Linked DNA regions of Mus musculus: region 2 is linked to region 1. The links are chromatin contacts, called in public Hi-C maps. All regions are on one chromosome and are shown on one strand. The core of a region is the stretch at or near the end of the contact, and the rest is flanking DNA. Distances in the headings are between cores, read along the strand shown. Region 1 overlaps Kif3a (kinesin family member 3A). Region 2 overlaps Gm12216 (predicted gene 12216).

Region 1 (3,535 bases), core at 209-2,708:
CAGTGTGCAAATATTGGGCCAGCAGATTATAATTATGATGAAACTATCAGCACCTTGCGGTATGCCAACCGCGCCAAGAACATTAAAAACAAAGCGAGAATCAATGAGGACCCAAAGGATGCTCTGCTCCGCCAGTTTCAGAAAGAAATCGAAGAGCTGAAGAAAAAGCTTGAGGAAGGTAACTTCTCACAGAGATCACTGTCAGCTGGGGACCACAGCACTTGCTTCCTGTCAAGCAGTAGCCTCTGACATTGATATTTAAGGTATCGCTCTGTGTGTTGGACATGTGTGAGTGCAAGCACCCACAGGCCACAGTGCATTTGGGTCAGAGGATACCTGTGGGAGCCGGTTCTCTCTTGGCACTCTGATTCTAGGTCTCAAGTTGATGTCAGGCTTGCATGGCAAATATACTGCCTGCTGAGCCATTTGTTGGCCCCTAACATTGATATTTAAAAGTAATATTTCCGAGGAATATGTATTTTCTAAGAAAATGTTTTCCAGGATGATGTCTCAAGTGATGGTGGTAAGGAGCTTCCTGGTCACTTCCGGACACTCCCACACCATCCACAAGAGCTGTGGCTGGTATTAGCTCCCTGTGTGAAGGGCCTGTAGACCAAGCCTTTAGAGTCTTGGGGAAATGCAGAGAGGCCAACCTGCTGCGAATGTGTCTGGGGAAAAGCCAGATGCTGAGAAAAAGCAGAGAGAACTGCCTTGCAGATAATGGAACTGGCCACCTGTAAATGGCCACTAGGTGGCATTTATAGCCAGTTTGTTTCTGAGATACTTCACGCCCCAGTTAGTGCTGAGCACATGCCTTTATTTTGATGATTCACTTATTTTTCATATCTTTATAGATAAAATGTACATGATAAAAGTTGACATTTGACTCTGCTAGGCACCCCACAAAAGGAAAAAAATTGTGCATTGTTTGTGCTTCTGTGTTGGGCTTGTTCACAGTGTAAGGGCTCAGGGCTCGTCTGTGCGGGGCCTTGTTAGAATTTCTCTCTAGCTTAGATCACTAGGATTCATCCCGCCTCCACACGGTTTTGTGTCTCTAGTCCTCTTTTCCGGTGTGAGTTGCTGCATCTCTTGGTTCGTGTGAATGGTGTGACTGCACATTGGATACACACAGAGTCAAGTCTGTGCAGATGGTGCCGTGCATGTATGTGCCCAGAGGCAGTCATGCGACCGACAGTCATGTTGTTTGTGACAGGCTTCACTTTATTGTGTCCTTCTGACCCCGTGCTCTTGTTTTTATGATCTAGTTAATAGAATGATCATAAACAATAAAATGTAGGCAAAAGCATTAAAATAATAATTTTATAAATGTATTTTAAAATTATTTGAGGCATGTCAAAGTTCATATAGTACAGATGGTTTCCATCTGCCCATGTGTGGCATCACTCACATCAGAGTCTTGTTATTGAGCCCAGAAAATGCTGAGTCAGAACCACTCACCAACCTGCGCGCTACTCAGACTTTGCCTGTTTTCCTCCAGTGAGGCCCTGTGTGAAATGGCAGCTTATGACTGTTCGTTCTCTTGATCTTTTTGATATAGAGTCTCACTCAGTAGCTCCCAAAGACTTGCGACTCTTTAAAAACATAAATGTCAGGGCTGGAGAGAAGGCTCAGCGGCCGCTCTCCTACAGGACCTGCTTTCTATTTTTAGTCCCTACACAGTGGCTTACAGCCATGTAAGCACCCATGTACATAAAATTCAAAACAAAGGTAGAAATCTTCAGCAGAAAACAGGAGAAAATGCTCCCCAAAATGATCACAATTTCATTTTTTAAATTTTTAAAAAAGTGTGTTTTTTTAAGTCTATTTACTTATTTTATATGTATGTGAGTACGCTGTTGCTGTCTTCAGACACACCAGAAGAGGGCATCAGATCTCATTACAGATGGTTGTGAGCCACCATGTGGTTGCTGGGAATTAAACTCAGGACCTCTGGAAGAGCAGCCAGTGCTCTTACCCACTGGGCCATCTCTCTAGCTCTTCAGATCACAATTGTAAAAAGCAAATGCTAGTTCATGATCCTTGTATGTGCTTAAAGCTATGCTCACAATGGATCAGATTTTTATTCTGTAAAAATAAAATTTTTAGGTAGGCATGAAGGTACACACCTTTAATCCCAGCACTCAGGAGACAGATGCAGGCAGAGTGCTGTGAGTCCCAGGCCAGACAGGACATAGTGAGATCCTGTCTCAAAATAAAATGTCCATGTACATAGTGTGTGTGGTTGCATGTGATCTGTACATGTGCACAGGCTTAGAGACAAGAGGACAGTGCAGGTGGTGTTCCTTTTGGGACCAGGGGAAGACGGGATCTCTCACTGGCCTGGACTTCACCAAGTGAATTGCTAGCTTGTTAGCAAACTCCAGGAATCCTGCAGTCTCCACCTGCCCTTTTAAACATCGGATACACTATCCAGAACATTTAAATGGATTTTCAGTTTGCATTTGGTGCAACAAAAACTTAATGAAGAGAACAGATAAAGGTGTTTTCTAAATAGCCAATAATGGCATGGTAACAGACTAAAAGTCATTGTTAAATTTCTCTCCAAGGGGAAGAAGTGTCAGGCTCTGACATCAGTGGGTCAGAGGAGGATGACGAGGAGGGTGAACTTGGAGAAGATGGAGAAAAAAAGAAAAAGAGAAGGGGTAAGTTTTGCTCATGCTCTAACCAGTTGGAACTGGCTAGAGCTGCCCCCTGATGATGCAGTGGCCACTTTTTATTTGCTGTTTTTAATTAAGGTAGTGGTTCCAACAGGGAGTGCATGCTACATGCAGTTAACCTTGTAAACTTGTTGTTTATCTTGCCACCTAGGATGCCATATCATCGCTTGTAAAATTTTAAGTTGTAAAACTCTGCGGTAGTAGACACAGCATTGGGCAGTTTTACATCTTTGTTAGTTACCTATTTGCTTTTGAGATTAGGACAATGTGGGATTTCTTTTCAAGGGATGTTAGTTGTTAAAAGCCATGTGCCCAGAGCTAAATTTGAATGAGGACTACAGGTTTTCCTCGAGTTCCTTTCTTTGTGAACCGTGGGTCATTCTTACCCTGTAAGCCTGTGGTGCTGAGGAGGCTGCAGACAGCACATAGAAAAGGATGTCCCTGCCTCATTTCACACTCAGACCTCTCCTCAGCTACTGCAGGCTGTGCACATTCATAGTTAACCAAATCGTTTCTTGTTGAAAACAGACCCCTTACTGCTTGATGGGGAAGCCTAAGTCGAAACTGAAGATTCTGTACAATCAGAACCTTCAGGGGAAAAGCACCGTTGTAGGGCAGGAGTTGGCAGACTGCAGCGTGCTGGGCAGATCCTTGTGGAACCTGCTTTTGTAAATAAAGTGTTTGAAAGCAGCCATGCTCATTTGTTTACTTGTGGTCTCTGGCTCTTTCACACTAAAGCATGTGGCCTGGCTGTTGGGCCTTTTGCAAAAACTGTCAGCTGTCCCTGACTTTCAGAGCTAGTTAGTTTTCTGACCTGAAAGCAGATAATAGACTTATTAAAAGTAAATTTTATGTAG
Region 2 (3,625 bases), core at 43-2,542, 270 kb after region 1:
TATTTTTCTCCCCCTAACCCCAAGATAAGTCTTTCTACATAGCCTGGCTATCACAGAACTCACTGTATAGACCAGGCTGGCCTCCAACTCAGAGATCTACCTGCCTTAGCCCTCCAAGAGCTAAGATTAACACACCAACCCACAGACATTTCTTAATGACAGCAGCTAACCCACACGCAGCTGTAGACCACATGCTTGGCTTTTATTCATTTATTGAATCCTCAGAGCAACAGGTGAATGTTTTTTAAAAGGTCTCCACCAGTCAGCCTAATGTCAAAATTAGGCTGGGTGATTAAAATGAAGAATGGGGATATCAGCTGATTTCAAAGAGGTTGGTGAGAAATGGAAACCTGGAGATGCTGAGTACCCTGGAGGCTGTTCCCACATCTTCACGAATACAGCACCGCCCTGGTATTTGGGGTGAGAGATGCATACACACAAGATAAATTTCTCCTCTCAGGGCTTCCACTCTACTACTAGAGGTAACACAGGAAAGATGGTAAATGCGGAGCAGGAGCTACACAATGGCTCAGTGGGTAAGTACCTGCACAGGAGCAAGCAAGCAAGCAAGCAAGCAAGCAAGCAAGCAAGCAAACAAGCAAGCATCAAGACCTGAGTTCGATTCCCCAGAACTCATGTAAAGCCAGGTGCAGTGGTGCATGCATCTATACTCCAAACGCTCCTATGGGGAAGCAGGAGATGAGACAGGAGAATCACCAGAAGCTCACAGGCCACTTAGCCAGGAGGGCACAGCACAGAGGCAACCAACCCAGACTCTGCTTCCAGCAAAGTGGAAGGTGAGGACCATAGGCTGAACTTGTCCTTTGATCTTCACACATTCACCATGCCTTGTATATGCACACACACACACACACACACACACACACACATCCATAATACACATGTGCACATGCACACTCACAGACACACATGCTGAGCACGAGCAAAGTATAGGCGGTAGAAAACGAGATCAACAAACAAATCTCGTGTATATTCCTTTGTCTTCAAGAGCTCCCTGACCATGTCAGGTTTTGCTTGCAACTGCATGTCGGGCACCTGCTAGGGATACAATCATAGGCAAGCTTTAGCCAGGCTCTTAGCTCCTATGGAGTCTTTACATAGTAACTGTGGTCCCTGCCGCCTAGAGTGTTACCACAGGAATATTTGCTACTCTCTGTAGAGTGAGGACATCTTGGGTGGGGTGGAGACCTGCAGTAGGGAGCATGCTCTGTGTACAGGTTAGGTCACAGACAGGAAGCGGTGTGGAGGCAGCAGGCGGCTAAGAAGGGGCGTGGCCAGCCTTTCAGTGCACTTGATGCCAAACAGTCGTATCCTCTGTGAACCACAGCAACTCTCAGGGTCCTGGGCAGAGAGGAATAATGTGCTCAGATGTGTGTTTTTAAAAGATTATGCTAGGTAGTGAGTTGAAAGGCAATCATCTCTCCAATGATGTGGATGTCTGAATTCCTGAGACTGTCATATGCTCCTGCACACAGACAAGGGGGTGATGCAGATGTGAGTGAGTGTCTTGAGAAGGAGAGAGCATTCAGGTGAATGTATTAATCACAGTTCCTCCTTAGGGGTTCCTGAAAGAATTCGATACTGCCAGACTCTTCCAGAACCCTTAAATAATGACTGTGTTATTTTAAGCCACCGAGTGGTGTGTGCATGAGCAAATGACAGAGGACAATTTGTGGAATTTGCTTCTCTCTCTTATGTGCGATCGAACTCAGGTCCTAAGACCTGGATAGCAGCAGTGGGAGATGATGAGGCTGTGTGTCAGAGAGCAGCCTTCGCTTCAGTGAAGAGCCAGCTCTAGTACCCGGAAAAGACTGGGAGATGATTAGGAAGGCTGCTTCCCTGCAATGTGCCCCCTGCTCCAGTCCCCTTGCTGCATGCAGGGTCACAGGGGCCTAACTGGATTCTAAGAGCATAAAGAGACCAAGGCCTGCCTGCAGATGGCAAATCTGGCAGACTTAGGGGCAGGGGAAAGTTCACTCTGTGTGTGTGTGTGTCTATGTATGTATGTGTGTTAATATATAAAAATGGTTTGTTTGCAAATGGTATGTGTATGCCTGGTGCAGGTGGAGGCCAGAAAACAAAGCACTAGAGCCCCTGGAACAGGAGTGATGGAACCATGAGCCACCATGTGGGTACTGGGAATTGAGCCTGGCTCCTCTGAAGAACAGCCAGTGCTCTTAACCACTGAGCCATCCCTCAAACTCTCAAGTTTTTGTTGTTGTTTGTTTTTAAATTTTACATGTATGTATGGATGTTTGCCTACATGTAGGTCTGTATAGCACATGTATACAGTGCCCATGGAGGCCAAAGGAAGACACTGATCCCCTGGAACTAGAGCTACAGACAGTGGTTTGCTACCATATGGGTGCTGGGAATTGAACCTCTAGAAGAGGAGCCGTAACTCCTGAGCCATATCTCCATCACACTGGTTCTTGAAACAAGGTCTCATGTTTCTCAGGCTGGCTTCAAACTCAAGTAACCAAGCATGATCTTGATCTTCCTGCTTCTGCCTCCCAAGCTGGGGGATTAGAGGGGCTTGCTATCACACTTTTTAATTTTTAGATTTGCCTATCTCTGCATGTTCATGTGATGGGGTGCACGCAGAGGCCAGAAGAGGGGACTAGGGACCCACCTTTATCATTTTCTGTCTATTCCTTTGAGGCAGAGTATCTGCCTGAAACTGGAGCTGCGAAGCTCAGGGATCCTTCTGTCTCCAGTGCCCTCAAAGCTAAGTTTCAAGTAGGCATGGGACACCTAGCATGTGGTGTGGGTGCTGAGATTTAAGCTGCAATGCTCATAATTGCATAGCATGTACTCTTAATGACTGAGCTGTGGCTCCAGCATCCCTCCCTCCAAATCCCTGGGTTTGTGCAGTGGAGGGGATGATGGAACATCAGGGTTCTTGTGCAGGTGGGTAAGCATTCTGCCAACGGAGCTACATCACTGGTGCTCAGCAGCTCAATTTCAATTTCCATGTTCCTCTAGCCAGTCTCCTATTCTAGGGCAGGGTTATTATAGGAGCCTTCAGTTACAAGGAAGTTTACACAGAGCGATAGAGCATTTGGTTTAACTGAGCTAAAGTAAACGCTGCAAAACCTGAGGAAGTGACTTCAGCATCTGCAAATATTCCAGAAGGTCTCTGTGCCAGGAAAGGTCAGCTGAGGACCAGAAGAGCAGGGATTCCAAAGTATACTTAGGAGAAATGTGAGCCCCTGGGAAGCGTTACTGTGCAGATCCACTTCACTGTGCATCTTCAGAGAGCCAGGGGAAATTCTTAAACGTGTTTGAGCCTTTCCCTTCCACTCCTTAGACAGTTACACGAATAGGCTACAGATAAATGTGGTTAAAAATCTCTAAAGTGGGAAAAAAATAAATGTGGATTTTAAAACAAAGCAAGAAGAATTTAATAACATGGGAAGCTTGCATGACTCTTCTGGGCAGATACTATCTGTAGGAATGCTGGGGAAAGCTGGGAAAGAATAGTAAAAACATGCTCAGGAGGTATTGGGGGGCCAGCCAGATGACTCAGTTCAGTAAAAGGACTGCCGCCAAGCCTGTTGACTTGAGTGCAGTTCTGGGGACCCACACGGTAGAAGGAGAGAAA

Evidence for each region. A called contact is a pair of places that touch in the nucleus more often than the background predicts.
Region 2: a Hi-C map of the G1E-ER4 cell line shows a contact between it and region 1, with 4 times the contacts expected there. The contact joins two enhancer-like sites. A contact is called at or near these places in 1 of 39 promoter capture datasets (hippocampal neurons), 19 of 484 Hi-C or Micro-C datasets (the G1E-ER4 cell line, the HPC-7 cell line, the N1E-115 cell line and 15 more), 3 of 115 datasets of contacts at active chromatin or transcription factors (T-cell acute lymphoblastic leukemia, bone marrow-derived dendritic cells and memory CD8 T cells) and 3 of 9 other capture datasets (adipose tissue, embryonic stem cells and liver).

The regions. Positions count from the first base shown.
Region 1 is chr11:53,584,268-53,587,802 of GRCm38.p6, forward strand. It overlaps Kif3a (kinesin family member 3A), which reads left to right. Exons shown (of 18, transcript NM_008443.4): 8 at 4-178; 9 at 2,568-2,663. Among named protein-coding and RNA genes, the nearest start is that of Kif3a, 19 kb to the left of the region's middle. Within about 2 kb of position 1,459, at least 6 of the 459 cell types and tissues checked have an H3K27ac peak or open chromatin away from gene starts, as enhancers often do. A contact at or near this core is called in the G1E-ER4 cell line, Th2 cells and group 2 innate lymphoid cells, where this site is marked.
Region 2 is chr11:53,850,744-53,854,368 of GRCm38.p6, forward strand. All of the region lies in intron 1 of Gm12216 (predicted gene 12216), which reads right to left. Among named protein-coding and RNA genes, the nearest start is that of Gm12216, 6.7 kb to the right of the region's middle. Within about 2 kb of position 1,293, at least 106 of the 459 cell types and tissues checked have an H3K27ac peak or open chromatin away from gene starts, as enhancers often do. A contact at or near this core is called in the G1E-ER4 cell line, Th2 cells and group 2 innate lymphoid cells, where this site is marked.